3 separate regions of the Mus musculus genome follow, and regions 1 and 3 are each linked to region 2. Evidence: chromatin contacts called from public ChIA-PET and HiChIP or PLAC-seq data. All regions are on one chromosome and are shown on one strand. Each heading gives the region's core, a stretch centred on a gene start, on an enhancer-like site or on the middle of the called end of the contact. The rest is flanking DNA. Distances are from core to core; before and after follow the strand shown. Region 1 overlaps Stim2 (stromal interaction molecule 2). Region 2 has its middle 140 kb from the start of Gm40303. Region 3 overlaps Stim2 (stromal interaction molecule 2).

Evidence for each region. ChIA-PET counts read pairs in DNA pulled down with a chosen protein or histone mark. HiChIP or PLAC-seq counts read pairs in DNA pulled down with a chosen protein or histone mark.
Region 1: an RNA polymerase II ChIA-PET map of effector CD8 T cells shows a contact between it and region 2, with 11 read pairs. The contact joins two enhancer-like sites. A contact is called at or near these places in 4 of 115 datasets of contacts at active chromatin or transcription factors (CD8 T cells, effector CD8 T cells, embryonic stem cells and 1 more).
Region 3: a BATF HiChIP or PLAC-seq map of CD8 T cells shows a contact between it and region 2, with 7 read pairs. The contact joins two enhancer-like sites. A contact is called at or near these places in 3 of 115 datasets of contacts at active chromatin or transcription factors (CD8 T cells, effector CD8 T cells and embryonic stem cells).

Annotation. Positions count from the first base shown.
Region 1 is chr5:54,103,338-54,107,041 of GRCm38.p6, forward strand. It overlaps Stim2 (stromal interaction molecule 2), which reads left to right. Exons shown (of 12, transcript NM_001081103.2): 5 at 236-351; 6 at 1,056-1,233; 7 at 1,884-2,061. Among named protein-coding and RNA genes, the nearest start is that of Stim2, 110 kb to the left of the region's middle. Within about 2 kb of position 2,069, at least 15 of the 459 cell types and tissues checked have an H3K27ac peak or open chromatin away from gene starts, as enhancers often do. A contact at or near this core is called in CD8 T cells, effector CD8 T cells and memory CD8 T cells, where this site is marked.
Region 2 is chr5:53,400,365-53,404,293 of GRCm38.p6, forward strand. No RefSeq gene overlaps it. Among named protein-coding and RNA genes, the nearest start is that of Gm40303, 140 kb to the left of the region's middle. Within about 2 kb of position 2,522, at least 109 of the 459 cell types and tissues checked have an H3K27ac peak or open chromatin away from gene starts, as enhancers often do. A contact at or near this core is called in CD8 T cells, effector CD8 T cells and memory CD8 T cells, where this site is marked.
Region 3 is chr5:54,043,334-54,047,066 of GRCm38.p6, forward strand. All of the region lies in intron 1 of Stim2 (stromal interaction molecule 2), which reads left to right. Among named protein-coding and RNA genes, the nearest start is that of Stim2, 47 kb to the left of the region's middle. Within about 2 kb of position 2,353, at least 106 of the 459 cell types and tissues checked have an H3K27ac peak or open chromatin away from gene starts, as enhancers often do. A contact at or near this core is called in CD8 T cells, where this site is marked.

The DNA.
Region 1 (3,704 bases), core at 819-3,318, 700 kb after region 2:
ACTTTCAGTTTCATAAACTTTGCAATTTTAGTAAGTTATAATAGAAAATAACTTCAGAAGACAGTAGCTCATCAATATAGCAGTACAATTATTACCCTGCAGAAGGCTTTCAGTATCACAGATGAGCTTTCAACAATGATAATCAGTATGTGAACTGGTAAATATGTTGCTTGTGTATTGAAATTTATATACTGGAAATACCTTGTTTACTGCATATTATTTTTTCTATATACAGGATAGCAGTTCATGAAACTTCATTTATGATTTCCCAGTTGAAAATCAGCGACCGAAGTCACAGACAGAAACTCCAACTCAAAGCCCTGGATGTGGTTCTGTTTGGGCCTCTGACACGTTAGTATTTCTCTCATTCAGCAATACAGAGTGCAGTGTGCCTCATTCCTGTTGCAGATAGCAGACAATAGAGAGGAACAGGCAACCAAAAAGAACCATTTGCTAGCCATGAAGGAAATGTGGCTTGTAGGATGAGCTTTTCTGCCATAGAAATAGGAATTTTCAAACTAGTTTCTAATATGAAAAGCTATGAAACTGTGGCGGACCTGAGAACCTCTCAGAAGCAGAAATCTAAACAGACCCCCCCCCCCCCCCGAGACTGTAGTTGTCTGCAGTATGGACCACTGATGAAAGTAATTTATTACAATCCGCATACTTGAGGAAATGCTTTATTGTGAGTGACTGATTCTCCAGCTTGTGCCTAGTGACAATGACCTGGCCTAACTGAAGGAAATGGAAGAAGCAAGTTATGGGATCCCTTCTCTCTGGGGGGTTTTCTTTCAGTAGCAGGAGATCAATCACAACAAGGAAAGCCTGTTATAGCCATATGTGGTTTTCTTTGCCTTTCTGCAGGTCTTGTATATTAGATAGATCAAATAAGCATACTGATTGTTTGAAGAGTTGTGATTTTATAAAGCTAGAATTTGTAACTGGTGGAAGGAGATATTTAGTTTTGTTTGCTTTGGAAGTCTGCTTTTCTGTATATTTACATTGTATTACACTCAAAAATTAATTTAAGTATCTGCTTTTTTTTCTTTTTGTAGGCCCACCTCATAACTGGATGAAGGATTTTATTCTCACAATTTCCATAGTAATTGGTGTTGGGGGTTGTTGGTTTGCTTATACACAAAATAAGACATCAAAGGAACATGTTGCAAAAATGATGAAAGACTTAGAGAGTCTGCAGACTGCAGAGCAGAGTCTCATGGACTTACAAGAGAGGTAACCGAGGCATCTCACTGCATATGGACGTGGTGGCTAACGCTGGGAGGTGGGGCTAGGAGGATCAGGCCAAGGCCATTGTTGGCCGTGTAGCTAGTGAGATCAGGATCAGCTTCTACTACTAAAAACTTCTCTCAAAATCCAGAATAATACAAAATTCATTACCAAAACCAGTCCTAGCTCTGATGTCACATAAGTAAATATGCTTGTGAAATGTTACATGAATATGCATGTAAACATTTAGGTTAGGTTAGTGTTCATATTAGGAATACATGTTTATTTCATTTTGTATTTTTGAAGAATTAAAATTTGGGAATAAATGTGTAGAAGATCATAGGAAGCAAATCAGATATAGGTAGAATGTAGTTGAACCTTACTTTTAAATAGATTTAAATGTTTATAAGGTTTTTTTTAAAGTCTTTTTTGCAGAGACTGTTTTTTGTGATCCTTGTGAGCCCAAGATAACAAAAAAATGGATAAATAATAGGTTGCCTGGTATTTACCCTAATTTGAGATTAATAGAAATACTATAAATTCATAATATACTATAAATTTAAAAAGTATAATATTGTTTGAAACAGTTATTTTTCATTGAAATGTAATTTTGGATACTTAAGTGATACATTTTAAAAAATGTATTGTTCTCTAAGACTTGAAAAGGCACAGGAAGAAAACAGAACTGTTGCTGTAGAAAAGCAAAATCTGGAACGGAAAATGATGGATGAAATCAACTATGCCAAGGAGGAGGCCTGTCGGCTGCGGGAGCTGAGGGAGGGCGCAGAGTGTGAGCTGAGCAGGCGCCAGTATGCAGAGCAGGAACTGGAGCAGGTACCGTCCTAGTGGGAGTGGCCCAGCTGCTACTCCCAGGGGCCACCAGCCCTTTTTCTTTTGTTCCATTTGCTGTATCCATGATGTCATGTCTGCTGTTCCTCGGCTAATAAACAAATAATTTTTTAGTATTCATCAAATTCATATTTTAAAAATAACAAAAGGGTAGCCGGAAGGTGAAGTTGCCAGCTTGCTGCTGCTTCTATGCAGCATTATGATCCTGCGTCCTGCTAGGTTTGTTGGCTTGAGTTCATGGGAGGTGTTTACTTAGATCTGTACTAAGTTTCTGTTTCTAATGTCACTGTGTAAGATAAAGGACTTCTACTGTGGGCTTCTTTAAAGCCACAGGCTGCAGGTGTGAAGGATTCTATTAGTCATCCCTTTCCAACCTGTTAGATGGCTTTACAACACAGTCTGTTGAAGTCTTCAAAGGTATCTGCAAAGATGTCCTTCCTAATGTCTGTTTCCTCCACTCAGCTGCTCGAAGTAGGATGGAGTAGACATTCAGACAGTTCACAGTGCTGCAGAGAAGGGAGGATTGTAGAAGGATTTCATGGCATGCGTGTGTATCAATTTCCTGTCCCTGCAGAGGCGAATTACTATAAGCTTGGTGGCATAAGTAAATATAGATTCATTATCACTCTGAAGTGCGCCTGCAGGGCCTTGTCCTTCTGCAGTCTGTGTTTCCTTTCATCTATCATCCCATAAGTTGCCTGGAATTCTTGTCTGATGGCCCTTCCTTCGTCTTCAGAACACACTCTCTAACGCCATCTCACTTTCTGACTTACCCATTTATTGATGGAGAAACTAAGAAATCGGATAGGATTGGGAAACTTGTTCAGAATTAGTTGTAAAGCAGGGAAAAGACCCTAAGTTCTCTGCCTCACTGTGTACTGTTTATGTACTGCCTGTCAGTTTATTGCCAAGTCAAAGATCAGAATTATATGATGAGTTTTAATTGTACCTCTGGGCACATGCATTTATTGAGCACCACTGTTTCTTCTAAGGTGTCCTTTTGGAGAATCTGTCTGACTGAACTCTGGTCTCTTCTGTTGCTGCTGACTACATCTCTCTCGAAATAACATTTTAAATCTCTTTCCCTTTACTTAACATTAAGCTTGGGTCTGGTTAATTTTTGAGTGTGATTTTTTTCTTATCTATTTGCAAGGTTTTTTAATATAAAGTTTACTAAACTTTTTAAGAAGCAATTAAAATTGCCCTTTAGATGTATTTTGTAGTTATGCCCATCTCACTGGCAAACCTTTCTGTCCAGAATGTAGGAAAGAGTTGAGAAGTTAACAATAAAGGCCTGTCTAAAGTTAACGCCTCCAAGAACTAGGTATGCCCTAGTTCATACTCCCGGCCTGACGGTTGGCTTGTTCCAGGACTATGAACAGCTTGCTAGCTCATCCTCTAACTTTCCTATAAGGAGGAAGTAACCCAGAGGAACTAGTAGTACTTTTTGTCTTATTAGCATATGTTAATTACCCTGCACTGTGGTTTCATTGCTTCATTCTCATCATACAGTATTAATGTGTTTCATCCCGTCCCTCCCCAGTTACCCTCTTCTGTTCTCTCCTGCCCTTTCCTCCCTCACCCATTCCTCCTACTTTCTTATTTTCCACCTGATTATTTGGCTGTCC
Region 2 (3,929 bases), core at 1,272-3,771:
AATCATAATGCTCTAGTTGAAGTAGGCCAGATAGAAGATGCAGACTTGGTTCATGGTCCAGGGATGCAGTGTTAGCAAGCACCTCGGGGCTCAAGGGGAAAATGTGGGCACATGGGGGTCACAGTTGTCTCTACATTTACACCATACCTCTTCATCTGTTAGTCCCTGATAGCTGAGTTCTTTAAATTCACAGCCCAAATACAGGATCTGCCCTAGTGTCTCAGAAGTTCAAAAACTTCTACGTATTTCCCACACTTACTGAAATCCGACGGTGCTAGGTACTGGTGATACCTCTAGTCAGGGTGCTTGTCTTACGGTCTTTTCCATCTGTATTCCAGAGGTTGTCACAGGAAGTCAGTATTCAGTTGGGGTCACCCCATGTATTGCTGGGGAAATTCAAGGCTGTCCAAACATTTCCTGATTCTAATCTTGGGTTATCTGCTCCATTTCTCCTTTTTCCTAGAATCCCTTTCCTTGCGAGAATCTTCTTTAACCCTCAAGAAGGTGACATGAAGTGCAGTATGTTTTATGTCATACTGGAAAATGTGTAGGGGATGTGGGAGGAGAGATCACGGCTCCTGGGGGGTGTCATTTTATAGGAAGAACGTGGGTATCAGGGTCAGAGACGCCGGGTGTAAATATGGGTGGGTCACTTACGATTTGAGTAAGTGTTCAGAGTTAAAGGTTTCTGTCTGTAACACAAAGACTATTTAGTTCTGAGGGTTATGTCTTAAGGAGAGGCACAGTAGAACTCATGATTTCTTGCCATAGGTGGCCTTCTTAGGATTATAGGAAAATTTCAGCTCTCTGTCTTTCTGCTTGTTCCTCCGGGGCAACCCTCAAGTCACCTCAGAAACAAGCCTTGTTTCTATGGAGATTTGTGTAAGGTAAACAGATCTGAAAAGGGGAAGCCCAGACACCCATCCCAACACCCACTCACACCCAGCCCGCTGCCTCAGCAGAAATGTTTCCAAAGAAATGCTTTTCAAAGCTTTCGGGAAGGCCCCCAAATGCTTTCAAAGTTTCTCCTGTATCTCCATTGTCCTACTCTTGAAGTGAGCAATGATTAAAAACAGATAATAATGAACTTCACGTAAGAATGGATCAAAAGTGGAGTCACACAGGTCTCCAGTGTCTAATATAATTAGGCTGATACACTGTTGAGACCAAATGATGGCTTTTCTCTTTCTTTTCCTTTCCTGCATGTGCACATTTATTTGAAGAACTTTGAATACGTAGAAGAGGACAAGAGACCTACTCGGTGTCAGTGTTCATCCAAACAGCTTACTCTATTCTGAAACTCAGGTTTCCCTCTTTTGCTTCCTTGCACCCCATAACATCATTACTTGTAGATATCAAAGAAGAGCTGTGTCTTTGAACGTACACAGAAGTCAAGGCACATAGATCACACTAACTTCACATAACGAGGAGCAGTAATCCCCCTGTCCCTTTCCACTGAATAATACCTTCTTTGGTAAATCCTTTAGAAGTACAAACATGCATCCAATCAACTCCCTTTGAAAACATGCCCCAAATAAATTAGCTGCCTTAGAAACCTATTAACCCAAGCAGCTATTAGGTAATAGACATTTCTAAATTAAACTTAACTTTAGATCTCTCTTCTAGAGATCTTTAAATCTCTAAAGACTTTAGAGCTCTTCAGTGATCATCGATTTATGGGGATGTTAATATTCACTTAAAAGACTAATAACAGAATGGTTTCCTTCTTTCCCTGTCAAACACAAGGGCCGATTTTTGATGAGTGAAAATCACCTCCTATCTTAGCCATAACATCCCCAAGGTGCGACACCTGAAATGACACAGCAGAGACATAAATCACAGAAATAGAAACTCATGAAATGACAGCTGACAGTGGTAGACACTCTTGCTGTTGCTCACACCACATAAGAGAGAGAAAGGGCATCTAATAAGCCTCCATTTGTTTCCCTATGAGTCAGTGATGCAAGCCTTGAGTTTCTCACAGGCCCCATCGAAAAATCTAGAAGCAGAAAGCTTCAGTATTAGATTCACACAGTGGGAAGAAGACTAACAAAAGATTTTTTCTCAAAAAGAAGTCATCTAGATGTCCCTGAGCAGACCAGTTAATGTTACCATCCTCGAGGTGAACACAGAGTCTTAGCTAGAGGATAACAGACAGGGTCCTAGAGTTAACAGAGGAAACGCCCGGGTGCATGACCATAACTATCTTTAGCTACATCCATCCGGGTTAGAGAGAAAGCCTAGGCCACTGATAACAAACATCTCTATTTCCATCTGCTAACATCAGACCCAGAACAGAGAGGCAAGGGGAAACCCAGAGTCTTTCCCTTTGTCTACAAATGTATCTGCTAGATGCATTGCTCGAAGCCTCGAGTAGCCACAAAACCATAGAACCTGCCAAGCCTTGGAGCTGGAAAATTCTAGAAGAGGAAGCTGCTGTTAAAGGGAGTAAAATGACTCGCTTTACCACACTACCCTTCACCGCGTGTGACTTGAATGGAAATAGTCTTTTTCTGACATAAATGAAATCAAACCGAATGAGTGTGCTATGTGTCAGCAGATGCTGCGCCCCATGCAGCTAGCTCATTGCCTAACAGAGGAAATGTGGATTCGTAGAACTAGCTTCCTACTTTGAACACTATTTTTCCTGTAATTGGGTAAGGCCGGGGGCAAACTCTGGTCAGAGCCTGCAGAGATAAAGGGAAGCTGTGCAAACACAGACACATCAACTGCAGGCCCAGTGAAGACTTCCAGAACATGTACCACTGCAGGATGATATTAAGCATGGCCAGCATGGGAGAGGCAGTTTAGACATACAGAACAAGCTTAAGACACATACAACCTTTTCCTTCAGGAACAATCGAAACAACTCTAAGAGATCATCAAAGATCAAGGACAGGACTGAGATGTTCAGGCCTCAAAGCAATTGCCTTGCAAACCTGAGAACCCAAGTTTGATATGTAAAACTCATGTAAAATACATAAATGAACACCACACACACACACACACACACCCCAAATGCAATACTGATCATGATCCCCCCCCCAAAAAAATACTTGTGAAATCATTGGGTATTGGAAAAGTCAAGGGCAGCTTGGCTCATCTGAGAGTCAGTAGGAACTTGGAAGTTTGGGTTGGGGCAACAGGTAGAAGAGAGATGTCCTGGGAATGTCTAAACAGGGACAAAGTTTCTGAGGTGGAAACTAGTGTGCCCCTGAGGAGGCTGGTAGAGAGAGAGTGCCCCGAAAACAGGGTTTGAAGACATATTGGAAAATAGCATTGGATCTGGATCTGTAGGGGATATTACAGCTGAAGTAACCAACCAGAGACAGGGTTCTAGATACAGTTCCTTGGAAACGCCCCTCTCTCTGGGTGTTTGAGATAAATGACAGGTGGGCATCAGCCAGAATCATCCAAGTGTCATGGATTCGCCTTCATATCATGATGGTCCCCAACCTCTGGGCCAGATACTGGTTAAAATGAGCACTGAAGTGACAGCGTCTTCTTTATACCACCACTCCCAAATAGAGAAACTACTACTGTTTTAAAACCCCTTTCTACATCAAAGGTCCTAATTCAGTGTCAAATCTACTAAATATTGATAAAGCTTTGAAAATTCCTTCTCTTTTAACCTTACGCCAACCACCACCACCCTCTCTGCATCGTCCCTCCCTTACCTGTTAACTCTGACTACTGGTCCTTAGATGTCATCCACCTAGCTTGTCACTTGTTGGGTTGGAGCTTGCTGGCTAGGCTAAGCTGGCTGGTTAGTGATGCTCAGGGGGATCCTCCTGCCTCAGCCTTCCTGTGTTGTGACCCCAGCATGTATCACAGCATGTACCACCACACTTGGCCCGTGAACTCTAGAAATGGAACTCAGGTCTCTGCACTTACACTTTGGCAACTGAGCTAATTAGCACTTAAACTTA
Region 3 (3,733 bases), core at 1,103-3,602, 640 kb after region 2:
TGCCCTAGTAAATTCTAGCTAGCGTATTCTAAAGGCTCATTGTTCACCAGACAATAGAGTATATAGTATGCTGAAACAAATACATAAAACTTTAAAACAATTTTTTTGGGGATCTATTAATCCTACTACATACAGGCTAAGTGTTTCATGCTAGATGCAGGGAAAATAAGACAGTGGTAGACATAGGAGATTGATCCTGACCTCAAGAGGATATTACATCATTCATTCTGTGTGAATTTGAATCCGCTGTTTGGCATATTAGAAAGTGATACTAGGGAATTGTCCCTGATGATACTAATGTTTGCTTTAAAAGCATTTAAACTGAAATATTTGACTTGATAAAGGTTTGGACTGTTTATGGCAGTAATATGTCCAATATATTTTCTTTTCTTTCAGGGGTAATGATTAAGCAAATCCTAATCATGAGATTCTTAAGTAGTTGCCAAGATGATAAGCTGAGCTCTTGGCAGGGTGTGATGCTGTGCATGGTTAGTGGGCCATGGCCATTGGCTGCTGGCTAAGAGTTACCTGGCTCTGTTTCCTACTCACTTCTGCATGAAGTTTAGGAGGGAAACTAAAGACTGTGTTTACTGTTTCAGCCACCCTGTCTCTTAGTAGGTTTCTGAGCTATAGTCTCTGTGTGTATCAGTAGATTATGGGGACAGAATACAGCATATATGCTCTTCAGGGGCAGCGTAATTGTAGTTGATACATTTCAGAAGCTTTGTATGGTCTGGATTAGCCAAATGGAAGAGAAAAATAACTTTGTTTTTTTAGTTGACTTTTAGGCCTGAAATGCTAGCCCTGTCTGTGTCCTCTCCCTGATAAGCTTCCCTTGTCATTTCAGTGTGATCTGTTATTTTTACTTTTATTACGATGCCTGCAGTTTAATATTTACTTTGTTTGTTTCTGGTTTTCTTGTGATGCGGAGGACAGAACCTAGGGCGTTGTGCTAGCTACTAGGAAGCATATGCTAGTGAGTCCATCCTTATCCCTGTAGCTTATGCTCTGTGATTTACTGCCTAGACTGCTATGATAGATAGACAGTCTTGGGTGACAAATACATAGGCAACATATCTTATCAAGAAGATTCAGATAAGCATATGAAGACACATTCCACATTATGCTTGTGTGAAATGCCAGTGAAAACAGTGAGCTATGTCATACCCTCAGTTTGGAAGACCACGAGCGCTGACGGTAGGAAGTGTTGACCAAGTGTGGAACACCAGGGACTCATACCCTGCTGGCAGTGGACAATGGTATAAATGGTGTTAGGAGGCAGTTTGGCCATTTCTTATAAAACTTACCAGTTTTCTGTGAAGTCCAGAGATTCCACTTGTTGGAAGAGTTGGATAATTACAAAAACCTACACATAGCTTTGTTCTTGATAGTAAAGCTTAGCAGCCAAGATGTCTACCAGCAGAGAATGGACAGATAAACTAGGTGGTTCATCCAGACAATGAGATATTATTTAGCATAAAAGGAAATGAACCAGTATAAAGAAACATGATTCTTTGTTCCTGCGAGTGTGTGTGTGTGTGTGTGTGTGTGTGTGTGTGTGTGTGTGCAAGTATGTACGTGAGTTAATGTGGGTGCTGTGGAGGCCTGAGGTGGATGTCAGAGTCTTTCAGTCACTCTTACATTTTGATACAAGGTTGTCATGAACCCGGAGCTTTCATGTACCACTGTGTTGGCTGTCCAGCAAGTCCAGGGTCTTCCTGTGTCTGTCTGACTAGTTGGGATCATAGGTGCAGCCTTCTGCTGGGCCTAGACTTTTATTTTTAAAACAGGGTACTTAGTTCTTATTTATGTAGCATACTCATTGACTGAGCTGTGTCACTGGTTTTCTAGTCAAATGGAGCCTAACTTTAAAGGTTGTGTAGTAAGGATCTAAACTATGATAGAAGACAAAACTAAGAAGATCACTATTTGCCAGGAGTTGGGAGTGAGGCATGAACAGGCAGAACACAGGGTTGGGAGGCAGTCCTACTACCCTCTGTGATATTTTAAGTGTGGCTGCGTGTTTCAGTGACTTAAGCAGACCCATAAAGTGTACAACAATAAAAGTGAGCTTTATAAAGTAAAGCCTTTGGGTGGTTACATGTCACAGTGTGTATGTTCATCAATGACATGTGGACAATTGTAAAACAAAGTTGTCTGGAGTGAGGATTTGTACTCCACCAGATAACTGAGTTCTCAACAAGTTTCTCCTTTGACACTTTTCTGTGTCACTTCCACCCTAACCATAAGCCACCTTAGTGTGCAGATGGAACTCGGTGTGGGCAGGTGTCTCACTTGAGCCAGTAGTCCCCTCAGAACCCTAGGCTTGGTGTTTTTGATCTTCACTGACGATAGCCCAGGCTGTCTCTGCAGAGTCACTTCCTGTTACGGCACCACCTTCAGTTGATAGTGGTTTCTTCCTCTAAACTGGGCAGTAAGATTAGCTTATTGGAGAACCATGCTTTGTTGCATGAGCCTGCCCTGCACAGTGTTGTTGCTTAATGTCCTTGCCCTGCCTCCCATCCACAGTCCACAAGAAGCTGTGGGGAGAGTTTGAGAAGAGGGGAGCAGAAAAGACCAGAGCACTGCTGGTTGACACCCTGCTAGCGGGTTTTATTATTTGTGGGTTCCAGAGTGCATCTTATTTCCTTCCTGAACTTACTTTTATTGTCCCTTTAAAGTATCTCTTTCATAGGTCACAGCAGAGACAACTGTGGACGTGTCAACTCAAGCACATCATTTATTATGCATCTTATAGTGATATTATAGGTGGAGTATGGGTCAGAACAGTCTCTGTCCTTGACCTCACAGAGTTTCTTTATCGTTACCTTCGCTACTAAAGGAGCCCTGGGAAGGCTGTGCTTAGCATTTTAAAGTTGCAGTTGGATATTTTTGCATTGTGTATTGTTTATTTTGTTCAGTAAGTAAATAATAATATCTGAGAGTGAATAGACTTCATGTTAAGCCTTAGATGAACATGAAACAATTGAGCAAAGTACAGAATCATGAAATTTGTACTGCCTGTTTAGATTTACCCTCGACCATAAAGGGGTGAGAAGTTGTCAGTTGATACACTTAGCTTTCTAGTCCCCTGAGTAATTTCTTAAAAGACTTCTCCAAACATTTATATTTAAAAGCCAATTAATAAGTAATTCAGTAAACAAATAATTTTGAGCATTTCTGTGAGTCAGATCCTGTTCTAGGTAGTGTGGAGAGGACTGATCAAAACAAAGCCTGTGATTTCATGACTGCATCTCAGTGTGGGAGTTAGTGAGGAGAGAAAGGCACAGTGCTGCACACTGTGACAGGGAATGTGGAGAGCATGGAGCCAGCAGAGAACACAGGCCAGGCTGGTAACCTGGGAAGTGCTGCACACTGTGACAGGGGCTATGGAGAGCATGGAGCCAGCAGAGAGCACAGGCGAGGCTGGGTAGCCTGGGGTGAAGGGAGTTGGTCAGCCATGGTATGTCAGGGAGAAAGCCTAGTGCTGGCAGAGGAAACTGCAAACATGAGCTTCTTTGCCAGTGAAGACTTTATGTATTATTTTTTGCTTTATTCAGAATAGTCTTTAGATCTTTCTACAAGCAGGTCTTTTCTCTGAATGTTAACAACGCCTATTTAGTCAAGATGAAATAAATAACCACAATTTCTTATGTATACTTTATAATATGATAGACATTTCATATTTCCATTATCACTGTATTTAATGTAACTATTTGCCACATATGTTCTT